Linked DNA regions of Gossypium hirsutum: all the other regions are linked to region 1. Evidence: chromatin contacts called from public Hi-C data. All regions are on one chromosome and are shown on one strand. Each heading gives the region's core, a stretch centred on a gene start, on an enhancer-like site or on the middle of the called end of the contact. The rest is flanking DNA. Distances are from core to core; before and after follow the strand shown.

Region 1 (4,011 bases), core at 639-3,138:
CCATTTGGTAAACCATTGATGACTTGTGAGTGAACCGCCATGCTTCCAATAACAGAAACTGAAGCGTTTGATGAGTTCAAACCATAGGCTGAGCTATTCAACAATGGAGAAGAGCACCATTCTTGTGTTATACCACAAGCTGATGCAGGAACTGGCTGTGGATTAACCATTTCAGATACTATATCTGCATCTGGATTCACAAGGGATGGCTGAGCATCTTGGAGTTCTTGAATTGAATTAACGAAGATATCATCTGGCAGATTCATCTTGTCACCATAAACGGAAGAATTTGAGTTGGAAATTAGGAAACTGTCTTCTACATCATTTGGCTCACTGTTCCAAACAGGCAATGAATTTAATTCATCCCATCCCAAGCCATCCATGGCTGAAACTTTTTTTTCTGAGCCCAAAATAAAATAACTTCAACATATTAATCCAAGGATTGAAAGAAATGCAGATGAATATATAAAGTTGATAGAAATTTGAGTAAAAGTACATACCAAATCCAGATCCTACTGCAGCTGGTTGAGTTTGGCTTCGACAAAAAGACACAAGTGAAAAATATTTGTCGCAATTCTTTTAACAGAGACTAAGTTGGACCAAATCCTCTCTAATTCTTGATCACGAAGCATCAGTCATGGAAACTGAATGATAAACATGAAACCATAAACAAAATCATGCATACGACGAGTTAAGGGAATTAGATTTTTCATCTACCTTAAGCTATTCTGTATATAAACATAGTTGACACACTCAGTAATGTTGTTAAAAGGCATGCATGCTTATATAGATAGGTAAGGGAAAAAAAAACAAAAAAAAGAGAACTAGTTTTATAATCCAACAAATACTTTGTATTAGGACTTAAAATAAAAGAAAAAAAGAATAGCTTAACATAAAATAACATAGTTTCAAAAGTTGAAAAGAGGTGTAATCAGTAATGTGGAGTGTGGAAAAGATAAGGCTTTCTGGGTCAGTTTGGTGGGTGTGTATGGATATATATTTCTGCAGATGGGGAGCATTTGAGATATTAGTGAAGCATATTTAAACTATATAGTTTAATAATATATATATATATATTTCTAGTGCGGGAAATAATCTGACATGACATCCTTTTGGTTGCTCATGGAAATTTAATGTGCACTGTAAAGTTTCAAAAAAAAAAACTGCAGTCAAAACAAGCATCTATTTGACAGTCTCTAATTAATCATGACTGGTATCCCAGTTTCCAGTCTCAACTATGGTACCTACCCACATATCAGAATTAAATGCTCGTTTATAAGGGTGAGGTGAATTTAAACATTTCAGTACAGTGGCATCAATTAAACAGCAGCTACGCTTCATAGATTGCCATTTTGAGTAGTGGGGGACTGCCTGATATATGTTTGCAGGCCAAAGGAAAGGGATAATCAGAGGATCAGAGGCAGAAGATAATAGATATATAGACAGTGCAGAAAGCAAGTTGCTTACAGAATTTTGTCTCTTCAACCATTCTAATATAACATACATATAATATATTTTCATTTCACTTTATTAAATACAGATGGTTGTACTTGCAAGAGGGAAAGCAGAGAAAGAAATAGAATAGAGAAAAGAAAAGAAAAGAGAGTCGTACCCACATGCGCCCCATCATTACAACTCAGTGAATGGGTTCCCCTTTGTATATGCCACTGCCAACCTTTCCCTTATATTGTCAACTATGTGGCGTTTTTCTTCACCAAATCTGCAGATAAGCAGTGAGAATATATACAAGGAAGGAGCATTAAATGAGTGTTTTCAGTAATTAGAAGTAGTTGGTCTTAAATCCTAGAGAGTTTGACGGTTGAACTTGATTTATCCTGTCACAATTACCAAACCATCCATGATCTTATTGAAAGATATGTCGGGTGCCACCTATTCTCAATCTTTTTCATGCTCATTTGGGAGTCCATTATTTTTAACATTTCCTGGGTACTAAAATTTAATTCAAGCAATTCACCTCTGTGCGTTAATCAGGCTGGCCGATGTGTTGAAAATATTAAAATGAAGATAGGTCCACAAGTATTGTTAATGGTGGCCTAATATTTTTGTAATTTATCGGATGGTCCCCCTATCTCTTATCAAAATCCAAATAAATGCCGCTATGATCCTCTCTCCCGCGTTATTTCTGCAAAAATCCTAAACCGTTATGAACACGTGAAGGCAACACTCCGGATCACATGTGGCGCATCATGATTGGGAGCTTCCATAAATGGATAGCCATCTCCCACGTGGGCGAAATCTAAACAGGGGGACTGTGGGGACCATGGAGTATTTCAATCATCCAAGACTCCAACTTTCAACGGTTCAGTTGTGATTTGCGTCTGCATTATTTATCTTTCATCTTCAAAATAAAAAATAAAAAAATAAAGAAGTTACCGGTATAATAATAAATATAATTTTTAAACAATACCCATTCAAATTATAACAATTAGATTATAAATAAAAAATTATGTAATAAATATATTTTAAAAAAATTTACCTTTATACTTTAATAAAATTTTCACTACTATATATAATACATGTTCTTTCAATTTATCCGATTTGTATTCAACCTTTTAGTACTTAAATTTAATAGTGTTAAACTCTAACATGTACTAACATGGTGGACCCAAGGAAAATGCTGAATGGTATAGAAGAGGGACTTGTATTAAAATTTCCCTTTTTTAAACCTAACATATTAAATAAAACATAAATAAAATAAAACAAAATAAATATTTTTAATAAAATTCAATGAAATTGTGACATGTTTTAACAAAAGTTAATTCCCTTCTAATATATTTTTAAATTTCCATAATTAAAATAAATAAATAAATTTAATTAATTACTTGCGTAAATTATACAAATGGTCATACAACAATGCTCGCCTTCTTGTTTTGGTCACCTGTAGTTGAATTGATAATGAAAAGCCTTATTCTAACTGGTATGCTAACACATTTAGTTCACAATACTTACATGTTTTATTAATTTGATCCTAATTCTAAATAATTAAAAAAAATTAACCCTTCATATTTACAAATTCTATCAAAATGATCCTTAAACTTTCTAACCAAAGCTTTCAGCTTTTAAAATAGAGGCATCCCACATTTATAAATTTGTAAAACCCAAAATAGAGGCATCCCTAGTTGAGAAAATTTCTTTTCTTTTTGGGTTTTACAAATTTATGGATGTGGGATGCCTCTATTTTAAACGGTGAAAGCTTTGGTTTGAAAGTTTGAGGATCAAATTGATAAAATATGTAAGTATTGTGAACTAAATGTGTTACTATACCAATTAAATAAGGCTTTTAGTTATCAATTCAACGACGGGGGACCAAAAGAGGAATGAATTCAAATAGTAGCGCCTAAATTTTAATTTTTTAAAGTTAGGTGACCAAAAGAGAGAAACAGGCATAGTTTGGTGACCATTTGTATAGCCTACCCTAATTACTTTTACATTTTAATTGTTAATTAAAAAAATTTTCTTCGTCGTGGTGTCCCTTTCTCTTCCTCTTCTATTTTTTTTTTGTCAAAACCCTAGTTGCACTTTATCATCATGTCTGTCGATGAATCGACGATTAGGGACCTCCAACAAATAACCCAAAAATCTCATTCTCTTCTAATAAAACTTTTTTTTTCAAAATCAGCACCAAAACTTTCCTCAAGAATTCTCTAACTTTTGGTCCTTCAATCCGCTTTTGTGATTTTGATCGTCAAAGAGATAAATTTCAATATATGTTCCTTCTCGCCTTGAGTGTAACAACTCAATTTTAGAAAATGTTGGAAAATATAGTTTTGAAACTCAATTCCGTAAACTGAGTCAGTGAAAATATGAATAGAAGGATTTACGAAATTAGTATGAAAATATATTAGTAAACAGTCACGTAATTTAATCAAGAAAACCATTAATTAAAGTAAAGAGACTAAAATTGTTATAGTTCAGTCGCTATTGAATTTTAATTTATAAAAATGCATATGGACCCAACTAGCAATTAGCCAAGGGACCAAATTGTTATTT
Region 2 (4,011 bases), core at 512-3,011, 530 kb before region 1:
ACGCATTGCCAGTTGCAAACAACACACAAGGCATAATGAAAAAACACCAATTAATAGCCCTGTAATTCAAGGAAATAGATCATAAAGCAAAGACATTTGTCAATTCTAATCACAGCTATAAAACAAGAATATGCATGAACTCATTATTGCTTGCATTAATATGATATTGTTTGCATATCCGAAATCCATGACATTAGCACCTTCCCTCAAAGTTCACATTATGACTTCAGATAGAAACCAAGTAGGCTCCAGTTCCAAGTCCTTAGTATACCTAATTATAAACTATGGGCAAAAATCTTATTTTACCAACTTTGTTAACTCCTGTATTTGCAAAACTTAAAGAGTTCTCAGAAACTATGCAATTATCATCAAAATCATAAATGCCCATCTCTTGAAAAGCAACTCAATATGGATATATCCAAACAAATAGCATTCCTCATGCAAATTCCTAAGAAACCACACACAGAAAATGGTAAAAAGAATAAACAGAAAAAATTAAATGATTTTTTAGGCAAACCTGAATTCAAGGGAATATAGTACAAAGCACCAACAGTGACATTATCAGGATTTGAAATCCCATTAACTTGCTCAATACTATCCATGCTAACCCCAAATCTACTAGCTAAAGATTGCACACTGTCCCCATCTTTCATCACATAACTCATCAAGTAGTTCCACAAACTACTTGAACACCCACAAAACAGCCTCAAAGACACCACAGCTCCAATCCTTGCCGGCCTGCTAACATTTGGAACCATTGCAAGCCTATCATAAGCCTCTAAAATCATGTCATAAACATACCCTTGATTTGATCTCACTGTAAAGGTTGTGTTTGTTGCATAATTCTTGGAGGATGTCAAGCAAGAACAGTTCTTTTTTATGAATATGTAGCCATGGCTGTCCTCTCCTTCAACTGTAATGTCTTGTGGTATCACATCAAACATGCTCTGGATCACTGCTAGACTTTGGTTTCCCTGCGGCTTAAAAGCCAAAAAAGATGTGCATAATCTTGATGTGTCCGTACAATTCATGGGTATTGTAGCAGAAGAAGAATCCAAGGCATTGAGGGTTTGAACAATAAGAAGAAAGATTAATGGTAGAAGAATCACAAATTGTGAAACCTTAGGATCCATTTTTCTTGTTTCTAACAAAAAAAAAAAAAAAGAAAAGATTGAAACTTTGAGCTAAAATTAAGTGCAAAAAATAGATAAAAATAGAGTTTGATCAAACAACTCGGCCTAAAAGGGTTAACACAAAAAAAGTTTAGGACTAGATAGAGAGAAAACTAGATCAAACATAAATTAGACTTGATAAAAGTTTGAGCAAGGTTTAGCTTTTGCTGTAAATGATGAGCAAGAAGTATGAATCTAAAACAAAATCAGACAAAGAGAAGCAAAGGGTCAGTGAAGAAACTAGAGCTAAGTTCACGAAAATCCTGGCTTTTACTATTTCTTTTCCTTGAAGAGGTTAAAGAAAATGGTAGATTTAGATAGATGGTAGTAAAAAAAGAAGATCAAAGAAAATATATTGGAAGATTAGAGGGAAGATGAAAGTGAGATTTTTGCTAAGCAAAAATGGAAGGTGGGGATTTAAGCTTCAAATTTTAAGGAGGTTTGAAGGACACAAGTAGAAAGGAATGAGATGACTCTAAACAGAGCATGTTCGACTGTTTTTATTTTTCTTTTTCTTTTTTCCCTCTGTTGCGGTTGGTAACTCTTAATTCAGTCCTTCACTGTAAAAAGGGAAAGGGAGTCTCAAATACATACAAACAGGAAGCCATCCCCATCCACTTTCATAGCTATTTGCTGCCCCGCCCTGCCCCGCCCTGCCCTGCCCACCTTTCCTTGAATATTTTCGTTTTTTTTTTATTTCTAACAAAGTTTGTCCATTTTAATAAAGTTTAATTATAAAAAATTATAAGTTATTAAAATAATAAAATTATATTTTTTATTATCGTAAAAATATATTATTAAAATTGAATCTTTCTCAAAATTTCAGACTTTGCTCCGGCACACATACATATATTTATATGAATAGAAGATTAATACAATACTCATGATATGTGTTAATTCTTCGATTATATTGATGAAGTTAATTGTTTAATATATTTGTGTTTTATGTTTAAAATTTATTATGATTAAAATTTTAATAATTTATAATAATTTCATTTACATATGAAAATTTATTCTAATAACTGAATTAATGCTTAATTATCTTACTATACCAAGTCAATAAAAAATAAAAATATAAACTAAATCAAATTTATATATTTTAAAAATGAGGATAATATAAAATGCAGTAAAATTTCGAAAAAAATACTTAAATTTCTATGATTCAACTAAAAAGAATAAAAAGTATTTATTAAATTTATTGTCAAATCAACTGAATTTCTTTCATTCAAAGTGCATTTTGCAATTGTCTGCGGAATACTTCAGAAATGGTATTAAAAAATGTAGTACTTTCACTAAATATTTTTAAACCCACTTTTATTCTAAATTAATTTTTAAATTTTAAATTATTCTAATGAAATTCTTAAAGCATCTCGGTTATATTAGTTAGATTCTTTTATTATTAAAATCGTTAATTTAACTATTAAATTATATATTAAATTTTATGTAATATTATTTTAAATAAAATATTATAAAAAAAATATTTTAAAAATCTAATCTTAAAAATTTTCGAATCTTTTATAAAACTTTTATCTTACATTTCTTTTTTTATTATTTACAAGAGACAAATATGATATAACAAAATACATAAATCTCTCTCCCACACAAGAAACACTCAAAAGGATTGGAAGGGTAAATTGGGAAATAAAATTCACGGGGGCATTGAGTGTTGGGAAAAGGATTGGCACAAGTTGTGAAGAGCTGGAATTGAGAAAGATAGTTGGTTGGGCCCCGCAATTAGGCGCCATTTTTATAAGATTGATCGCCGATCATTTCCCAAACTAATCGCCTTACTTACCTCACTTATCCACACTTTCACGTTGTCGAAGTCAATCGTTGCACGTTTCAAACACCTTCGCTTGTAAGGTTTGACTCAATTTGACCATTAATTTGCTATCCTTTCGAATGATTAATATAACCTTCCATTATAATATATTGTTGGTATCATCTATATTCTATATTATAGATAATAAGGTGCTTAAATTCTAATTGTTTAAAAATAAATATTGTCTATTATTTAAATTTCAAAATTAATATTTTCTAAATTGACTTTAATTAAATTTATTTATTATCTTTTAAAGAAGGATAAAAATTGGACATTTGAATATATTTCTAAAGAAGAAAATATAGAAAGAGATCGAACGAGCGACATTTACTTACAATTAATGGTTGTATTTTTTTTTTTAAAGTTTGGTGATAAAACCTTTGAATTTGTTTGACTTCTTTTACCCTCCAATTGCTTAACAAAGATTTTATAATTGAAGTGGGATATTAGTTTTAAAAAGAAATTAAAAAGACCTTTGGCTTCAACTCGATTTTTTGAAGGGAGTGGAATAATCGGGGAGTAAGGTTTGACTTGGTAGGCCCGCACGTGGACAAGCGACAACTGTAAACCCATAATTAACACAAGAAAAAGATAATAATAGTAATAATATAAGGTGGGAGAGACAGAGAGACGTAACCTGGAGCAAACGCCAAAAGATCCCCCACACACAGCCATAAATTAACTTGTTTTCATTTATTAAACTAAGATCCTTTCCTTTTTTGTTTTATTTCTCCAATATTATAAAAATGTATAATGATTTATTTAATTTTTTAATTTTATAAAAAATTTATTTTAACTCTCTATTTTTTTTATCTCTTTTAACTCTTAAACTTGCATTATTCGTCAAATTAATCTAAAATATATTAAAAAATTAACATCAGTTAACTTTACTGACGTGACATACATATACACGTGGCATAACTAGTGTTAACATACATCAACTTTTTTATTCAGTTTGAAGTGATTTAATAAACAACTAAAATTTAAGGACTAAAAGAGACAAAATTAAACAAATGA
Region 3 (4,011 bases), core at 460-2,959, 510 kb after region 1:
TTATTGGGACCATTTTTAGAGCTTTGAAGATAGTGGAGTAGTTCGTGAGCAATCACAATGTTGTCATGTATCATTCTTCTAGGGACAAACGCGCTCTGATTTGGACTTATTCAATTAGAGAGGAAAACTTTGATATGGTTGGAAAGCACTTTGGAGATGACCTTATAAATGAACTTGCATAAGCTAATCGGGCGGTAATTAGTGATGTCATTAGGATCACGAAATTTAGGGATTAAGATTATCATAGTTTCATTTAAATATGAAACATATTTATTCCCGTTAAGAATATCAAGGCAAAACCGAATAGTGTCCCTCCCAACAATCTCCCAGTTATGCTTGGAAAAACTCCCAACAGACCGTCCACTCCAAGGGCCTTCCTAGGATCCATCTGCTTAATGGCTTGGATGATCTCACTCTCTATGTAATCTTCTTCAAGCCAATCATTGGGTTCTCTGGTAACACACTCACTGATATAGTTCAAAACATGGATATCATCAACATAGTTATTAGATCGAAACAAATTACAAAAATAGTATTTAGCAATATTGCAAATATCTCTATATCCGTCACCCAATTGCCATTCGAATCTTTAAGTTTTTCAATATTGTTTTTCTTCAAAATTGCATAAAATCCCCCTACCACCCAGTCCTCCCCAACCGTCCCACCGATTCTTCTTAGCATATCCTACGAACTATTTCTAAGACTCGGATTCGCGTTGCCATAAAAACCAGTGAAACGAACATTTTTGTTATTTTCATACCTAAGCAGGGAGTCAATATGGAACTTGGAGTAGTTTTGAATGGTAACATCAACGCCTTCCCTACACATCAACGCGAGATCTCCAGTTCTTCCTTCAAAACTCACAGCCAAACCATTTTGCATTCTGCACTTATTCTGAACACGTTGAAAATCATTAACTTTCATTTTAGTTTCGCTAAGGAAAATAATGTCAGGGTTATTTGCAACTAAGAGTTGCTAAAGCTCCCGAACTGTCACGTGGTTCCCTAACCCACGATAGTTCCAACATAGGAACTTCATTGATCTTGGTAGGGCTGATCGTCAACCACTGCCTTTAAAAGTGATAAACTATCCATGAGCTTTCTACGACCTGATCTACTGGGGTTGTCTTCGGTTAACTCTCCACAGCTACCTGTTGCCTCTTTTCTTTTTTTTTTTCTCATTTTCCTATATACTATACAGGACAACTTGAAAGGTCACTTCTCTATTTGTGAACTCGATCTCAACTCTTCTTCAGTCAGTTTAATTTTCTCTTTTTCCTTTATTTCACCAGATACATTTAGCTCAGTATTTCCTTGTGTCGTTCTATTCAACTCACTTTCCACTACTCTTTTAGCTTCAATAACTTCAATCCTATTTCTCCAATTTCTTCGATCCTGATTAGTTATACCTATATAAGCTTTTAACCAATTTCCATATTGATAGCTAGTATCATTGGATTTGCTTTGGATAACCATCTTATCTCATTTTTGTGTTGAATGGCTTATAAGGCCACAATTGTAGTAGAAAGTAGGCAATCTCTCATATTTTATGGTGCAAACAGAAATGAAACCCTCCCTATTCACAAACTGGACCACTCTACGCAGAGGTTTGGAAGTATCAATTATAACACTAATTTGGATATATTCTGTCCATCAACCATCTCTATCACGCCAGTCGATGGCAATAACTTCCCCTATAGCACTGCCCACATCCATAGCTACTCGTCTGTCCATACATTCAAAGGGTATATTAAAGATTCTTACCCAAAAAGCAGCTAAGTTGAAGGCGTAAGATTCCATCTCTTTATCTTTGACAATGAGCAACATTGCAAAAAGACAATGGTCAAATAACCAGGGAGATAAGTTCAGAATTTTCTTCCTATCTTCTGATACAAACCAAAATGGAAGGCCACGGTTTCAACTCTGTTTATTTCACACTATTTTTAATTTCTAACTATCATGCATCAAACATTGCGTTTGTCTGTTTTGTTTTCTTTAAACGTGAGTTTTGTCCTATTTCTATTGACAGACATGAGGGGTATTATGAAAAACTGAATTATTCTCCCTTCTTGATTCTCTTATCTCATCTGCTTTCATCTCTTCCTCTCCTACTTCTTTCTTCTTCATTTATTGTTCTTCCAGTAACGTTACCGACGGTATCAAAGGTATTAGAGCCTCTCTCGATGGCCGGTGAGGGAGTCACCACGAGGTTACAAAAGGACATGGGAAACATGCAGAAAGACATGGGGCTGATGCAACAGGAACTCACTCAACTACAAACCAATTTAGCCCAAAAATAGACGCTCGAATGGAGTCCCGATTCAAAGAGTTCCACAAAAATGTAAACTTTGGCATTCGCACCGAGCTTTAAAATTTTTTTGAATAGCAGATAGGGCGTGCGACACCACCTGCTCAGGGACAGACATCGAACAAGGGAAAAGAGGTACTTGGGGGCACACCTCCTGGGTTCCCACCAAAGGAGTCACTTTTGCTATCACCTATGGTTGAGTCTAGTCATATAGGCATACATTCAAGGGCTAGTACCTTATACTCCATGGGTAGAAACTTCAAGTTTGACTCCCCGAGGTTTGATGGTGAAGACTTCCAGGGATGGTGGTCGAAGTTAGAGCAATTCTTCGAAGCTGAAGGTGTGTTGGAACAGGACAAGGTGCGAACTGTTATGCTCCATTTGGAGGGAAAAGCCCTGGATTGGCACCACTTTTTTAGCCAAAGACAAGGTGGACTTCAAATGTTGTCTTGGGAAACCTATGCCCGAGGGTTGCAAGAGAGATTCGTCCCCTCCAACTTCACTGACCCGATGACTAAGCTGGTAACCTTGAAGCAACAGGGAACGGTGGACCTATTCCACGATCAGTTTGTAAGTATCCTCAACCAGTTACACTTGCCTGAACCCTACGCATTAAGCATATTCATAAGTAACCTCAAGGTAGAAGTTGGTCAGTACCTCAGACTATTCAAACCCAGACATTGGTAAAGGCGTATATGTTAGCCAAACAGGTAGAAGGTATTGTATCGACGCATACTGTTAAAAGGCCTCCGTTGGTTGAAGGGAGTGGAGGGTACTCCAAACCCCTATTTTCTAACCCCGAACCTATCAGTCATGTGCCAACTCTTGGAGGTCCCTCGTCGAATCTTGGCCCTCAGAAAAGCCCTTGAAGCAACCATCAAACCCCTACCAAAGCCTTGTCTCAAGCTGAAATGGAGGATAGGAGAAAAAAGGGTCTATGTTTTTGATGCGCTGCCAAGTATACTTCGGGACACAAATGCGTGAAGTCCCAACTATACCAGTTGGTGGTAGGATCTCATAATGAATTGGGAGTGGAAGCCATCAACTCACCAACAGAGGAGTTTCAGGACTGCCCCGAGCAACTTGAAAATACAGAACCAGAAGCTGAACCCAACCCCCTCGTTCTCTCATTACACGCCTTACAAGGATCCCAAGGACACAACACCATGAGAATAGCAGCCAAAATTGGGCAATTTGATATGATAATATTGGTCGACTCTGGGAGCACTCACAATTTTGTGGACTCCAAAATTGCCAAGAGGGGTAACTTACCTATTGAACCAGCTAAACAAATGAAGATTATGGTCGCTAATGGGGGAAGTTTGTGCACAAGAGGGCTATGTAGAGCTATTGAATGGTAGACACAAGGCTACAAGTTTGTAACCGATTTCATGGTTCTTCCGGTGAAGGGGTGCGACTTAGTGCTAGGGATACAGTGGTTACTTTCTTTAGGAGCTATTGTTTGGAATTTTTAGTCTCTCACTATGAGGTTCGAGCATGGGGGGCAAAGTTGCATGCTGCAAGGTATTCAACCAGGAAGCTTACAGATACTTCAGGGTCACCAAATGTCCAAATATTTACATATGACACCACTCAGTCCTTGTCCTATGATGCTGGCTACAAATCAGCATACCATGCTGAAAATGTCACCTGCTCTTACCCAGGCAGACTTGCAACTACTATTAAGGGAATACGATGATGTGT

Evidence for each region. Hi-C and Micro-C count contacts between places; a contact is called where the count stands out from the background.
Region 2: a Hi-C map of leaf shows a contact between it and region 1, with 2.7 times the contacts expected there. The contact joins the promoter of LOC107951804 here to the promoter of LOC107951810 in region 1. A contact is called at or near these places in 6 of 34 Hi-C or Micro-C datasets (hypocotyl and leaf).
Region 3: a Hi-C map of leaf shows a contact between it and region 1, with 2.7 times the contacts expected there. The contact joins the enhancer-like site here to the promoter of LOC107951810 in region 1. A contact is called at or near these places in 6 of 34 Hi-C or Micro-C datasets (callus and leaf).

Annotation. Positions count from the first base shown.
Region 1 is chrA02:82,993,197-82,997,207 of Gossypium_hirsutum_v2.1, reverse strand. It overlaps LOC107951810 (transcription factor bHLH87), which reads right to left and starts at 1,888. Exons shown (of 4, transcript XR_001698621.2): 1 at 1,613-1,888; 2 at 501-644; 3 at 1-400.
Region 2 is chrA02:83,526,751-83,530,761 of Gossypium_hirsutum_v2.1, reverse strand. LOC107951804 (lysM domain receptor-like kinase 3) reads right to left here and starts at 1,761. Exons shown (of 11, transcript XM_041084987.1): 1 at 518-1,761. The coding sequence starts at 1,133.
Region 3 is chrA02:82,478,164-82,482,174 of Gossypium_hirsutum_v2.1, reverse strand. No RefSeq gene overlaps it. Among protein-coding and RNA genes, the nearest start is that of LOC107951932, 62 kb to the left of the region's middle. Within about 2 kb of position 1,709, at least 6 of the 9 cell types and tissues checked have an H3K27ac peak or open chromatin away from gene starts, as enhancers often do. A contact at or near this core is called in leaf, where this site is marked.